Regions from separate parts of the Capsicum annuum genome. Here region 2 is linked to region 1. Evidence: chromatin contacts called from public Hi-C data. All regions are on one chromosome and are shown on one strand. Each heading gives the region's core, a stretch centred on a gene start, on an enhancer-like site or on the middle of the called end of the contact. The rest is flanking DNA. Distances are from core to core; before and after follow the strand shown.

Region 1 (4,072 bases), core at 551-3,050:
CATGCAATTCTTTTTTTTTCAAAAAATTTATCGTCTAAAATTTCTCCCAAATTATCATCAATTGAGATAACTTTCATCTTTACTACTGCAACTTTTTCACCAATTTCATTATTTTTTTTTAAATCTTTTTTATCAACATTTCTTTTATCAATTTTAATTTTTTTTCAACTTTTAAGTCAATACCCATTAAAGGAAAGAGAAGAAATTGAGCAATCAGTTGTTAGATTTCAAATGAGAACGACCATAGTGGCAGTGATGGTAATGACAAACGACGGAGGAGGTAGGGTAGCCAAGGTAGCGGTGATGGTGCGGACGAACTAGGGAGAGGTGGTGGTAGTAGATTAGTATATGTATCAATCATAACTATCAAGACATATACATATGTATTAAGACATATGTATCAAATAAATGTATTTAATACATATATAGATACACATGAATAGGAGCCTTGGAGTAATTGATAAAGTTGTTGTCATGTGACTAGGAGGTCACGGGTTCAAACTTTGGAAACAACCTCTGACAGAAATGTAAGGTAAGGCTGCATACAATACACCCTTGTGGTGAGGCCCTTTCCTGAACACCGCTCGTAGCGATAACTTTAGTGCACCAAACTGTTTTTTTTTTTTTTTTTTTTTACATATATAGATACATATCAAAAACTTCTTATGTACTTTTTTCATAATTCTTTTTAATGATGCATATGTTCTTTTGTCATTTAATGATTTATCACCTTCATTTAATTTAGATTTTTTTCAATTGATACATATGATATTTATTTAATCTCGTGATACATTTTCTACGTGCACCATTGATACATTTTATCTCATGAGAAACGACATGTGTAACACTGATATAATAGTACAAAAATATGCATTGATGTTGTTAATCAGTTACCAAAATATATATATTACCAATATGATACATTTGTTGTTGGAATACTGGTGAAACATATAACAAATACTTTGTGATAGTGATTCATATTTTTTATTTATTTATAAATGTCTGATACATTTAACATATATTTGACATATGTAAACTATTTATTTTTGTGTGAGATTGAATTTTTAATAAGTATTGAGTAATTTTACCAAATGTATCATCATGATACATCTGCAACCAGATATATTTATACCACAATTTGCGCCTAATTTTACTCCCTATAATAATTGAAAATTAGTTACTTCTTTATTTAACTAACCACTCAATCACAACTGTATCACAATGCATATGTACCAAGGCTAAAGATATGTATCACAAATATCAAAATTTGGGATATCGTGTAATTAAACAAAGTTATGAAAGAAAGTGTTCGAAACCATTAAAAATTCGAAATTATTTAAGTTACCCTTTTAATCTTTCTTATCATAAATTAATATTTTCTTTCTAGCTATTTGATTTTAAAATTTTAATTTTTCAAATTACGCAAATCTTTTATACATAATCAAGTCATATTCCTAAACACATTACCCATATTTGTACTTGCAAAAAGGAATGTGATTTTATCACAATTTTAGTCTGTTAAACTTGATAAATGTGTTATATTTTATATTCAGTTTTAAAAAACGAATTAAAGACTCAAGGACATTGATAGAAATAATGATATCGATCTTCAATTTCAAATAGAAGATGATATAATCAAAGAATTTCTCTCTCTAAAATGAAGTCTCCTCTTAGCTACTAGGGATGATATGGCGAGGAAATTGAAACCTAGAGGAAGGAGTAATGACAGCAATGGAGGCAGAGGGCGGCAATTGGTGGCTAGGATGATCAGGAGAGGCCCACAAACGGGCGATGTACCCGAAGTCTCAGTGTGATTCAGGGGGTTTTACCACTAGACTAAGATTTAAAGCAAGGACAAGCAATTTCGCCTTCGACAAATGCATCATCATTGAGGATTTGGAAACCAGGCTCAATTCCTGAACTAAGCAAGTTGAATAGGAGGAAGTGGTTAGCTTAGAAGAGATTGTGCACTCTGAAATTAGGGGAAAATTGTGGTGTGTTATGGTGGGGAGAACTATACCGATAGAGGGTTTTGATTTGACAAGCGAGGCAAACTTGGGGCTCAATGTCAAAATCACACTTGATTATGTAAAGGAAGAGCTTGAACATAATGCTTTGTTCTGGGTTCTAATCCACCACTTGCAGTGTTTGAGGTTTTTTCAAATGAATTTAGGGATCCCTGGATGTGGATAAAGTTGTTCAGCTGAACAAAGGAGTGTTTATGGTTTGATTTTATAGTGTGGATAGTCGTACTCAGGTAGTGGAGAAAGGTATGCAAATATTTGATCGGAAGTTGGTAGTAGTGAAACCATGGCAATCGAACATGAAGCTTAGCAGAGTTATGGTTGAACAGGTGCCAAATTGGATCAAGCTCATATGGCTGGATTAGAAGTATTGGGGTTGCAATGTTTTGACTAAGTTGGGCTTGTGGAGAATTCTGTGAAGGCAGATACAGCTACTACATCAAAAGAGAAATTGATGTATGCAAGGGTTATGGTTGAAGTGCCCTTGAATCAGCTTTATCCTGATATGATTATGTTTGAGAATGAGTTAGGGAAGGTCGTCGAGCAAGAGGTAGAGTATGAATGGAAGAAAACTCTTTGTGAGCATTGTAAGAACTTTGGTCATACCAAGAAAACTTGCAGGGGTCTGTTAAGGGAGGTAAATGAGAAAGGGGCACAACGATAGGGAAAGTCTGTATCCACTCCACACAAAGCAGCAGGAAATAACATGATCCAGGGCAAGCAACAGAGCCCCAAGAAGGCTGGGGTGCAACTGAAGGATAAATCCATACAACTCACAATTCCTTTGCCTTATTTAAGGAAGAAGACAGATTAGATGAGGGCAAGCAAAGGCAACAGGGCACTGGTCCTGATGCAGAAATGCTACCACCTGAGCCTAGTAATAGGGGAGGGGGGGAGAAGAACAGCAGCAGGGTCATGACAATGAGAGTCCTAATATAAAAAGAGTGGGTCTAAGCACAGGGAGGGGTGGAACTACCCCCCCCCCCCCCCCCCCCCCCCGCTGGATAGACTTGGTTTTCGGAACATCGGGGTACTAAATAAGCTAAATAAATAGAAAGAAATGAATATATTTCTCACCAACAGCAAAGTTGGCTTATTTGGGTTCCTGGAGACAAAGATTAAGAGGTTGAATGCCACTATAGCTGCTCTTAGGGTGTGTTTGGTATGATGGAAAATATTTTGCATCGAAAATAAGTTGGTATTTTATTTATTTTCTTATGTTTGGTTGCTGAGTGGAAAATATTTTATGGTGTTTGGTTGGTGAATTGAAAATATATTTTTTTTCTACCTAAATTTTAACTTTACATGAGCGTGTGGCCCTCTAATTAGAAATATAATGTATTTTCTAAAACATAATATTTAACTACACATTTTAATCATTCGGTCAGTTTGTATGAGACGTGATATCAATAATTATATATTCATCTGACCAAATTTAGAAAACAATGTAATTTGTTAGTACGTATTCATAAAATAAATTTAAAATTACGTATTTTTTTATTTATTTATTAAAAAGTAACTTCTTAATACAATTTATGAAAGAAAAAGTCAAAAAGAGTGAGCAAGGGGTACTTGATTTGACAAAACGAAGCAATAACTTTTTAAAAAAAAAAATTGGTAAGAAACGTAATAAAAGTTATAATTTATAAATTGTAATAAAAAGTTTTAATTTATAAAAGTTAAAAAAGTTATAAAGTTTTGAAACAACCTCTCTACTTCTCCTAAGGTAGTGGTATAATCTGCGTACACTCTACCCTCACTAGACCCCACTAGGTGGGAATACACTGGGTATGTTGTTTTTGTAAAAAAGTTATAAAGTTTTAATTTATAATTTTTTTAAAAAAAACTCAGTGTACTATCACAACACTGCTTTATATCAAATCATGTAAACGTAATAAATCATTACGTTTTACAAAAAAAATTGTAAAACGTAATAAATTATTACGTTTTATAAAAAAGTTTTGTAAAACGTAATAAATTATTACGTTTTACTAAAACCTTTTTACTGTACACATCCGCTATCAAACCGTTAAAAAAAGGTATAAAAC
Region 2 (3,687 bases), core at 114-2,613, 120 kb before region 1:
AAGCTGAAGGGATGTTGGAAGCATCCGCTTTAGAGCTTGTTGCGGAAAATGATTCCTATTATCTGCATCAGAAAAGAAGGTTTTCTTTTCAATAAAGAGTACTATGTGAGGTATTCCGCCTATAATACTTGTCACAGACCATTATTACCATTTCCAGAAGAGTACTCAAAATTCACATCTCTAACTGCTCGCGAACTTGATGGTCCATTGTCGTCAGTAATAGTTGGAGGATTCATATATCTATTGCTATGATAGTTAGAGGAACCTCCATTGAGATAACTTGGTCTTGTTGGTGACGGAAACTTTTGGGATGGAAGGCTATCTGACATTGTTCGATGGTCTAAGTTATAGACAAACAGACAAACTCACCATAATAACTTTGAGCCAGGAAGAGAAAAAAAATTAATATTTTAACCTGTTGCCCATGATGGAAGGATTCGAGAAGTAGCAGAATCCCTGAGAGGTGACTCTGTGTAGTTGTCTATTTCACGCAAGTCCGAATCATCTGAAGAGATATCAATTGCATCCATTGGAGAGAAAATTGAACGAACCTGTACTCAAGAAACACTATATGGCAATGTCATAAAACAGGCATCTTAAATAATTCAGAAACGGTAAACTATTCTCTTACCAGATGGGAGCAATGTCTTAAAACCAAGTTAACAAGAAGTTTGTGGAAGAAGCTACAGGCAAACTCTAGAAAATCGCCAACAGGATCCACATGGTCACGCATCAAACAATCCTACTGTCACTGTCAAAAAAAGGAATTGAATAACATAAACTGAAACACAATGAGAGAAAAAGCGGTTCCAATAGAAAACAGAAGCCATGCATGGAGAGAGTAGACATAAACGAAAAAAATATATAATAATAATAATAATATGATCACTAAATCAAGATAGTAGCGCTAGGCTAGCCGGGTTTCTCACATTCAACAAATTCAAGAAACGAGAAAAAGAAAAATTCTTACAAAAGATTAAATAGAAAGAGAGAAATAACTCAAATTCACAGCAAAAAACATAGAACATTCCACTCAATTGGTACTAATCTGAACCACAATTAGTTTATCAACTAAACTTACATCGGAAGATAACATTTTGAAATACCCATTAGGGAAAAAAGCAATTTTTAAGCCCGTACACAGAGAGAGATTCAAAAACAAACCTAACCGATGACACAGAAGAGTAGCTAATTTTCGGTTCTGAAAAGCCAAGTGATAAGAAGCCCTAATGGAGTGAGTCAGTCAGTCAGTCGATCAGAGGCGGAGAAAAACAATCCACGCTTTTGTTTGGGTTAGTAACACTCCCTAGTATTTTGGCTTCCCTGAACATGTACGCCGTTGCCCCACTCACTCCTCCTTTTTTAAGATTGTGTTTGTACCTTGCTTTTTAAATTTTTTTAAAATAATTCAGTTAAATTCTTTCTACTATATTCTTGTTCATATTAACAAGATTATTGGGGAGTGTTTGAATGAAATTATTTTAAGTGGCTTAAAAGTCATAAGTTAAAAGTAGGTAATAATTTACTTTTGATTTTGACTTTTTTTGGTATTTTTCAAGCTAAAGTAGAGTGTTTTTAAGTACTTTTTATTTTTATCAAACACTTTTAAAATAAAAAAATATTTAAAAGTCAAAGCACTCAAAAATAAGTTAATTCAAATACCCTCTTAATTAAAAAGAGACCAGGGTTATACCCAATCTAAACTTAATTAGAGGTATAGTAGTAAAAGTATTTTAAATTTCATAAGAATAAAGAATTTATTACGGGGTGTGTCCAACTTAAATCGAGCACCTAAAAAGAAATGTGAGAGTATAAAATTATACACCAATTAATACAAATATTTTAGCAAAATAGCATTAGTTATTGTTTCTAGAATCCGATCGTATTTCGAACTCCTACGGCTGAGGGATTTTTCAATGATCCAAAGTTTCTTGTCAATGATGTCAGTCCCCGACTACATAGGCTAGTGAAAACACTCCTAATGCCTTTGGTCTATAGGAAGACTGCATACAACATGGCTGACAATCCGACTCCTGGTTCGAAATCGAACCCCTGCTCCCGACCATAATATATTACTCAGAGTCTGACACTCTCAATCGAGGCTCGACCCCGACTCATGATTCTGACACCCAACCCCGGTAGATTTATGTAAATAAATTTTATTAGGTAAAATTAAAGGCAAATAATCAATTACGATCCTATAATAAATATTGTAATATTTAACATTTTTTTAGTAAGAATTTCTCTAGAACTTCTACATATTAATCACACCAAATTTCAATTCATGTATATTATATTTGCAAATTCTTACCACAATATTTATCTCCTCATATTTTCGATTAAGTTATTTGTTTATAAAATATTTTTGTAACTTAAATTCTATATTACTTTCATGATTTTTAGTCTCAAACACAATTGCCTTTTCCTATATCCCTAAAATATCTAATTATAAAATAACACTAAGGGATAAAAAAATTTATTTGATTTTACTTAATATTTCTAAATCAATTAGAAGATCACCTTATATAAAAAGAAGCCTTATGATTATATTTAAGTAAAATTTTGATTAAACTTCTTCTAGCACTCGCTACTTCTTCGGAGGTAGCCGTATGGCCTGCGTACATTTCACCCTCCCCAGACCTCACTGTGTGGGAATATACTGGGTTATTGTTGTTGTTGTTGTTTATCACCAAAATATGTTCCTTCTGTTTCTTTTCTTTTCTTTTTTTTTCTTCTTTTCTTTTCTTTTCTTTTGTGTGTCTTCTTGCATTCATTATCGCCATCCTTATGGATATACATAATCAATAAGTGATAATGAATTCTCCCTTTTAACTATTTCTCGTGTTTCTCTTTTAGTTAAAATTTTCTAACAAAAAATTTGGACGAAACAAAAGCACAAACAAAAAAGCTAAGGTTTTATCTCACCTGAAAAATCAAAGGTTTATATTACAGGAATGGTGGTTCGCTTTTTGGTTGCAACAAGTTTTACTCCTTTCAAAGGTGTTCGATAGTTTTTATGCAATATTTTAAGACAACACTATATAATGTGTGATTCTTGTTGATTTGATTTTTTGCTTCTTTTTTTTTTCTCCTATGAAAGATTATTTTGAGACTATCTTTATTAGTTATGTAAACCTGTGATTCCTGTTATTTAGTCTATAGCATTATTATCATAGTGATTCCTATTGATTTAATCATTTGATATAACATACAACAACAACATATCAAGTAAATTCCCACAAGGTACTCCATACTACTAGCTCAGACCAAGTAGAAAAGTTATTTCCGATAGACCCCAGCTCATTTGATATAACATATTATATCTATATTTAATTTAACATATTTGAAGTAGAACTCTAAGTCTCTAAGTATTAACTTTATTTTCGTATGCATTTTTGTAAATCTGTTCAATTTTTGAAGGTAAGAAGTTTGTGATTACTTAGTTATGAATTTATGAAATTTGATTTAAGGTATAGAATTCTGAGTACTAACTTTATTCTCATGTATTTTTTGTTATTTGTCAATCCGTTTGATGTTTGAAGGAAATAAGTATTCGAAATAGAATTTTAAGTTTAAATTTATTTTCATATATTTTTGGTCAATATGTTAGAATAATCTAAAATACATTTTAAGGACGTAAAATTTTATACTTCGTACTAAAAGCTCGAAAATGGCATATTACAATTT

Evidence for each region. Hi-C and Micro-C count contacts between places; a contact is called where the count stands out from the background.
Region 2: a Hi-C map of leaf shows a contact between it and region 1, with 2.8 times the contacts expected there. The contact joins the promoter of LOC107857618 here to the enhancer-like site in region 1. A contact is called at or near these places in 2 of 5 Hi-C or Micro-C datasets (leaf and placenta).

What each region holds. Positions count from the first base shown.
Region 1 is chr2:21,755,834-21,759,905 of UCD10Xv1.1, reverse strand. No RefSeq gene overlaps it. Among protein-coding and RNA genes, the nearest start is that of LOC107857617, 34 kb to the left of the region's middle. Within about 2 kb of position 1,800, at least 4 of the 5 cell types and tissues checked have an H3K27ac peak or open chromatin away from gene starts, as enhancers often do. A contact at or near this core is called in leaf, where this site is marked.
Region 2 is chr2:21,878,976-21,882,662 of UCD10Xv1.1, reverse strand. It overlaps LOC107857618 (helicase-like transcription factor CHR28), which reads right to left and starts at 1,363. Exons shown (of 13, transcript XM_016702461.2): 1 at 1,165-1,363; 2 at 632-751; 3 at 416-551; 4 at 149-322; 5 at 1-62. The coding sequence starts at 733.